2 separate regions of the Cydia pomonella genome follow, and region 2 is linked to region 1. The links are chromatin contacts, called in public Hi-C maps. All regions are on one chromosome and are shown on one strand. The core of a region is the stretch at or near the end of the contact, and the rest is flanking DNA. Distances in the headings are between cores, read along the strand shown. Region 1 holds the start of LOC133520659 (glutamate-gated chloride channel). Region 2 holds the start of LOC133520666 (ELMO domain-containing protein 2).

Region 1 (3,486 bases), core at 278-2,777:
TCAACTAGGAACCCTTATAGTTTCGCCATGTCCGTCTGTCTGTCCGAGGCTTTGCTCCGTGGTCGTTAGTGCTAGAAAGCTGAAATTCGGCATGGATATATAAATCAATAAAGCCGACAAAGTCGTACATTAAAATATAAAAATTTAATTTTTTTGAGGGTACCTCCCCTACACGTAAAGTAGGGGTGAATTTTTATTTTTTGCTTCAACCCTACAGTGTGGGGTATCGTTGAAAAGGCCTTTCTAAACTAATGGGGGTCTTTAACAAACATTTTTTGATAAAGTGAATATATTCGGAGATAATCGCTCCGAAAGAGAAAAAAAATCGTGGAAGTAGAGCTTAAGAAAGACATTAAATGAAAACTATAGCGGACATGATCAGTTTAGCTGTTTTTGAGTTATCGCAAAAAGTTTCTCCCATAGTAAAAAGACTTACTTTAGACTGATTATGAAAATTTGCCCATTTGTTTAACTCGCGTAAAAGGTACCGTTTCATCCCTTGGTTAACAATTTACTATACTTTAAGCTCCAGTTTAGCTTATTGTGACGGAAGAGTAACTACGGAACCCTACACTGAGCGTGGTCCGACATGCTCTGGGCCGGTTTTTTGATGTTAACACATATCAGTGAAAGAATAAGGATCAAAGTCAAATGGAGTTCCAAAGGTTCCAAAAGTTATAAATGAACTCACGGCCTCTGGAGTCCAAGTCTTACCCAAGACAGTAATTTTTCCACTTTTAATTTATTCTAAGCTTAATAGCATCGTTCGCAGACGTTTCTGCTTGTTAAAAATTAATTTATAATCATCTGTCGAAAGATGGCAGTAAATTTACTGTTGCTACAAATTTTTCTTTGACAACCCACCTCTACTTCAAATTCTCTTTACTTCAACTATGGAAGGTAGAGGTAAGGAATGGAATCTCTATGTACCAAAAAGTGTCATGAGAAAACCTTAAATAGGTGGCCCTACAATACCTAGAATACTTGAAAAAAAAAACAAATCATAGACAGCGCACTTCACTCCGTCAATAACGCCTAGGTTTTTAGCTACTCTAGCGCTACTCTGGAGAGATTTGGAACTATTATTTATAGCTGACAGCTGGACACTTGCAACAGTTCTAACATAAGAAATTTCACTCCTTTTAATTCCACACTCCATAGCTTGAACGAACAGCGGTCTTCCTTTTGCCACAGAATAAGTACCGTACAGAAAACCTACTACCGTGCAGAAAAGAAGGTTCCTATTCCTACAAAACCGTAGTTTGACAGCGATTCAGGGACGAATCATGCTGTCCCTTAAAGGAACAGTTTCACCTCCCTGCTTTTGTTGGCTATAGGCGACATCTGTCGAAAAATATGGCATACTTTCTGTTAATAAGCTTAAAGCCTGTTTCAACTAATATGGCTCACAAGATGGAGTGGCAATCGTGAAAAAAATAACACTACTTATAACAAAGACAGACCTTTATTTTGTTCAAAAAGAAACTTACAAATTAAGCGCTTGATAATAAAAGCAATCTATGCATAGCTTGCGTAGTAGGTACTCTGAACGTAGTGCCTACCTACTTACCTTATGTAGAATGGGATCGACAAAATATCTATATATACCTGATATAAATTTAGTCGGTACCCTTTTACATTATGATATTTATAAAATAAATTAGTTCTCACAAATAAAAGTACCTATGCCTTCCGTGAACCTTACTGAATGTAATTTTAAATTTTAATAATACTTAATAAAACCCGTCAATAATTATATGGTCACAAATTATGAAGACAAAATCCTTCCAAAGTGATGCAAAATCAGGCACTTATTTAGGTAAGTGTACATAGGTAATTGATTTGCATAATTATGAAAGATTAGCTCGCTTTATACTCGGAGCTCGGTTACACGCGATGTCTAACAGCTTGACCTGCGAGTTGCGACGCTTTGTTATCGACTTTCCGTCTAGTTACTATTCTATAGAGTAATTGAAGCGGCGCGGAGTTGTGCTGACGGTACGTCTAGGTCGTATGAATAGCGCTTGGATGTTTAGCTAGAGTTGTCGCTAATAGTGTCCCCGTTGAGGGATGTTGACTTGTGAGGAGTGAAAAGTTTTATGACGGTAGCGATGGCGGCGGGCGGGCGGCGCGCCGTAGGGCGCATGCCCGCCACTGCGCCACTATCGGTGCGCTGCCCCCTGGCGGCTCGCACCGCAGTGAATTGCGTAACAAAGCACACTCGCCTTCAAACGCTACGCCGAAAACTTTCGTCCCGTCCGCGCTCGCGGATTGTACGGGCGCAAAACGACTTAACTTTCCCGCGGCGCGCTTTTCCGAACCAACGCGAAAATTTCAAGAAACTCACCCATATTTTCAGTACACCCAGGATTTCGCTTGCGGCTTTTGTTTTTTTAAGTTTTTCAAGTTGTTAAAGTTGACTGTAAGCGGAAAGTGGAAAAGCATTGTGCGGCAATTTAAACAGTGTAATCGTTACGTGTTGTGTTTAATTGGTTATCATTTGTTTTAGTTTGCTTGTTTTGTTTAATTTGGCGAGTGGTAGAAGCCGCCGGTGGCAGCGCTGGTGGGGAATCGATACCGACTGCGGTGGGAGCGGCGAAAGGTAAATTTTATTAGCTCATTGTTTACCAATAAAATGAAACTGTAGTCTATAGTATATGCTTACTGTTAACAAAAGAAATTGGAAGTAACTTCAAATAAGTTGCCTTCAACAATGAAAAGTTTTATGTGTCATAACTTATTTTGAACTAAGTATAAAAAATTTTTTTTTTATTAAAATACGATCGCATAAAAAGCACCAATAACTTTTATTACCTAACGTAAAGTAATGTAGCCTGAAATGTACCTAGCCGTAGATTTAGTACCGTGTGCTATTTTCCTATCTTCGGACAAACAAAACTTATAAAGTGCCTGAATAAAATGTTTTACTGAGGCGGTTAAATTAAAATAAACCGTAAAATATATCTCTTATGAAATGTTTGTGTAAGTCTTACAGCTTACATAACTTAACTGAAAGTGGTTTTCCAAATTTGGGATCCAGCCAAACGGATGACGTAGGTACATAGTATCCACAGGAAACTAGGTCAAATAAATGGGCTAACACTAACATTTTTACGTTGTACGCAAACTTGTCTGAAATGCCTACTGGAATAGTACTTTAATTAATAAGTATGAATCAGCGTCTAGCGTGCGTAGGCCCCACAGTCGTTTAGCCTGAAAAAGACATTTTTACCAACTATTTTGTGTGAATTTTACAATAGTAGATAATGCTTATAGTGGCATTAAGTCCGTCTCTTGTACTATGCAATGTTTATGTGCAATAAAGTTTAAAATAAATAAATAATTAAAGTACCTAAAAGTTAAGCTCACCTTTTTAACACTATCTTAATTCAGACACTATATAGACGATAGAAAAACTACCTAACTACATTGGAGTAGCTATTTTCGAAATTAACCGCCTCTAAGACGAAAGTGGAGGACCCGCGC
Region 2 (3,142 bases), core at 27-2,526, 130 kb after region 1:
TTTAAAATAACACTTTCACTGTCTAGGTTGTCAAAATCGCTGCCAACTTATCTTGGTCTAATGCTAGGCCTCTGGTTTAATGGCTAAAGTAGATGGCGCTATAATTCACATTTTGTGGCAACCAGGTTGTCAACCTTAATACTTAACAACCTAGTTACAAAAACCGCAAAATGTACGACGGCTTACAGCGCCATCTACTTTACTGTTAAGAACCCGCTGACAATATTCACTTTGTGCGTGCTTTGTCTATGGTTACATTACATATATTATTAAATTTAAGTTAAATAAATGCATCCTCACGAATTACAGTAAATATTTTGTAGTTCGAATTTATTACTGTATTGTACAATAATCACTGACACGCATAGAGCCTTTGTAAATAAAATTTCTAAGCGATGACTGGCCATCGTGTTTGTAATGTGGCTCCAAAACTGTAGCATTGTAAATACTTTTAATGTAAAATTTATGAATTACAATTTTCATCAAATAAAACACAAATTCAATTTACATCGTTTTTGTTTTCCTCGTTAAATAACAGATTGGGTAAAAAGCTTACCTATTCACATTATTATTACACAAATTGACTAAGTCCCACAGTAAACTCAATAAGGCTTGTGTTGAGGATACTTCGACAACGATATATATAATATATAAATATTTATAAATACTTAAATACATAGAAAACACCAATGAGGAAAGGGATAAATATCCGTGCTCATCACACGAATAAATGCCCTTACCAGGATTTGAACCCGGGACCATCGACTTTATCCCTACCGACCTACCCGGGACCTGCCTACGAAGCTGATGATGGTCCCGAGTTCAAATCCTGGTAAGGGCATTTATTTGTGTGATGAGCATGGATATTTGTTCCTGAGTCATGGGTGTTTTCTATGTATTTAAGTATATAAATATTTATATATTATATATATCGTTGCCTAAGTACCCTCAACACAAGCCTTATTGAGCTTACTGTGGGAAATCGGGACTGATTTCGAGGGGTTACAGTATCAGATTTCTGGCCTGATAATCGTTTTCCGTTTCACAGAATATCAGCATATCATTAACAATATTTGAAATGTGGCGGGAACTATCGGGTGTGCTATGCGACAGCAGAATGCCGGTGCGTGTGAAGGGGAAGGTGTACAAATCCGCAATCCGACCGGCTCTCACCTACGGCGCTGAATGTTGGCCTTTGAAGAAGGTCCATAGGTACCACAAAACTGCACACAACAGAAATGAAGATATTGAGGTGGGCAGGAGGTGTCACTCTACTTGATAGGGTTATAAACGAGCACATCCGCGGCAGCTTTAAGATCCGGCCCATAGAAGATAAGCTTTCCGAATCTCGCTTAAAGTGGTATGGCCATGTCATGAGGAGGCCAGAAGATCACATGACTAGACAAGTCCTGAGCATCAACGTTGGCTCCAAAAGATCGGGCAGAGGTAGACCCCTTACGACCTGGATGTCCGTCATAAACAACGACCTTAAGAAAGCTGAAACAAATGTCTCGACGACCTAGAACAGATACGCCTGGCGAAGAATGACGAGGAGAGCCGACCCCAAATGACATGGGAAAATGCTAGGCAAAGAAGAAGATTAACAATATTTGAAATGTACTTACAAAATACTTTGTCTCTTGATTGCCAATGTTCAATGTTTGTTATTTTTGCATAATTATAATACATTTTCTTTACCTGTCAGATATTGTAAACAATGTGCTGATATTTGGTGAAACGGAACAATATTATATCTTTGGACCGTAATCGGGTCTGATATCAGGCCTGATAAAGTGCGGATGTAATTGGCACTTTATCTCTCTGTAGAAAACTTCGCCCAATGGTCATATTTATTGTATGAACTGACTTTTATTTGAGATGGCTATACATTTGATGTGCCTCTCCCCCACAAAAATCGGTAGCTGTATATCCTCCAAGGCTGTCAACAACAGAGGGCATACCGCGAACACCGATGTTCACAAATTCCGGGCACCTTTCTCTTTTACTCAAATTAAAGCGTAATAAGAGTGACAGAGAAAGCTGCCCGCGTAAGACCTGCGAAAGAGTGAGAGCGAGAGAGAGATATTTTGACCGGACCCCGGTCGCGGTCCGGTACGCCTGTCTGTTATAAGTAACTTAAAATAACTTGGTGGTTCGGAAAACCATAGACAAATAATTTACAAAGGGCAACTTTATGTTCAGGAAAGTCTTGTCAAAGTGTCAATGTCAATGAAATGTGAAATCGTCATGACAACAATTTCGTCAACCTGTAAAAATGTATAGAGTGAAGAGATAATAATTGAATAATTTATTAAAATGGTGTTCTTCAATGTTTGGTCAGTACTACAATGGTATTTGAGACCTTTCATTAAATGGTTTCTGAGGAAAACAACACGACTATGTGAGTTACAAAGAATATGTTATGGCGACAAACCTGGAGCGGAACGGTCATGCAATGTAGAAAGATCTCTGATGCTATCCCGCACTGAAGACGTAAAACAAGTAGTTTCATATTTAGATACAGTAGTATATGAGCGACGGTTTGTTCCTTCTAACTTTCCCGAAATATTAAATCCATCCGTGGCTATCATTCTCAGAGCCAAAAAAATTAATCCAAAACTACATGATTTGTTCATTGTATCATTTCGGCGATGCCTGGAACAAATTTGGAGTTACAGAATGTTAGTTCAAGAGGTAGAAGAAATGCGTAAGATGCCCTATGACTATAAAATCCCTGATCATGAAGAGAAACTATTGAAACTTTGGAGTTTATTAGTACCCAATGAAGATCTAGAGAGTAGAGTGACTAAGCAATGGCAGTACATAGGATTTCAGGTCAGTAGATACTGTGTGTACATACAATTCCTTTTGAACGCCATGCCTATCATATGCAGCGCGTAATCGTGAACCTTATCAGTATGCATGAAGGTTGATATTGGACTGTCTTTGGCGGTCAAGAGGTTAAAACCTGTGTATGTTTTAAATTGATTAAGGACTTCCTAATGTTCATGAGCATGGATCTAAACTAAATGTAATTTTGGAAGTGATCACATTTGTTTTTTCCAGGGTGATGATCCCAAGACTGATTTCCGTGGCATGGGTTTGCTTGGATTGGAAAACTTGTTGTTTTTTGCTTCAGAGT

What was found. Hi-C and Micro-C count contacts between places; a contact is called where the count stands out from the background.
Region 2: a contact with region 1 is called in a Hi-C map of whole body, with 4 times the contacts expected there. The contact joins the promoter of LOC133520666 here to the promoter of LOC133520659 in region 1. A contact is called at or near these places in 2 of 2 Hi-C or Micro-C datasets (both in whole body).

The regions. Positions count from the first base shown.
Region 1 is chr8:15,188,012-15,191,497 of ilCydPomo1, forward strand. LOC133520659 (glutamate-gated chloride channel) reads left to right here and starts at 1,528. Exons shown (of 17, transcript XM_061855215.1): 1 at 1,528-2,602.
Region 2 is chr8:15,316,901-15,320,042 of ilCydPomo1, forward strand. It overlaps LOC133520666 (ELMO domain-containing protein 2), which reads left to right and starts at 1,277. Exons shown (of 2, transcript XM_061855257.1): 1 at 1,277-2,835; 2 at 3,067-3,142. The coding sequence starts at 2,317.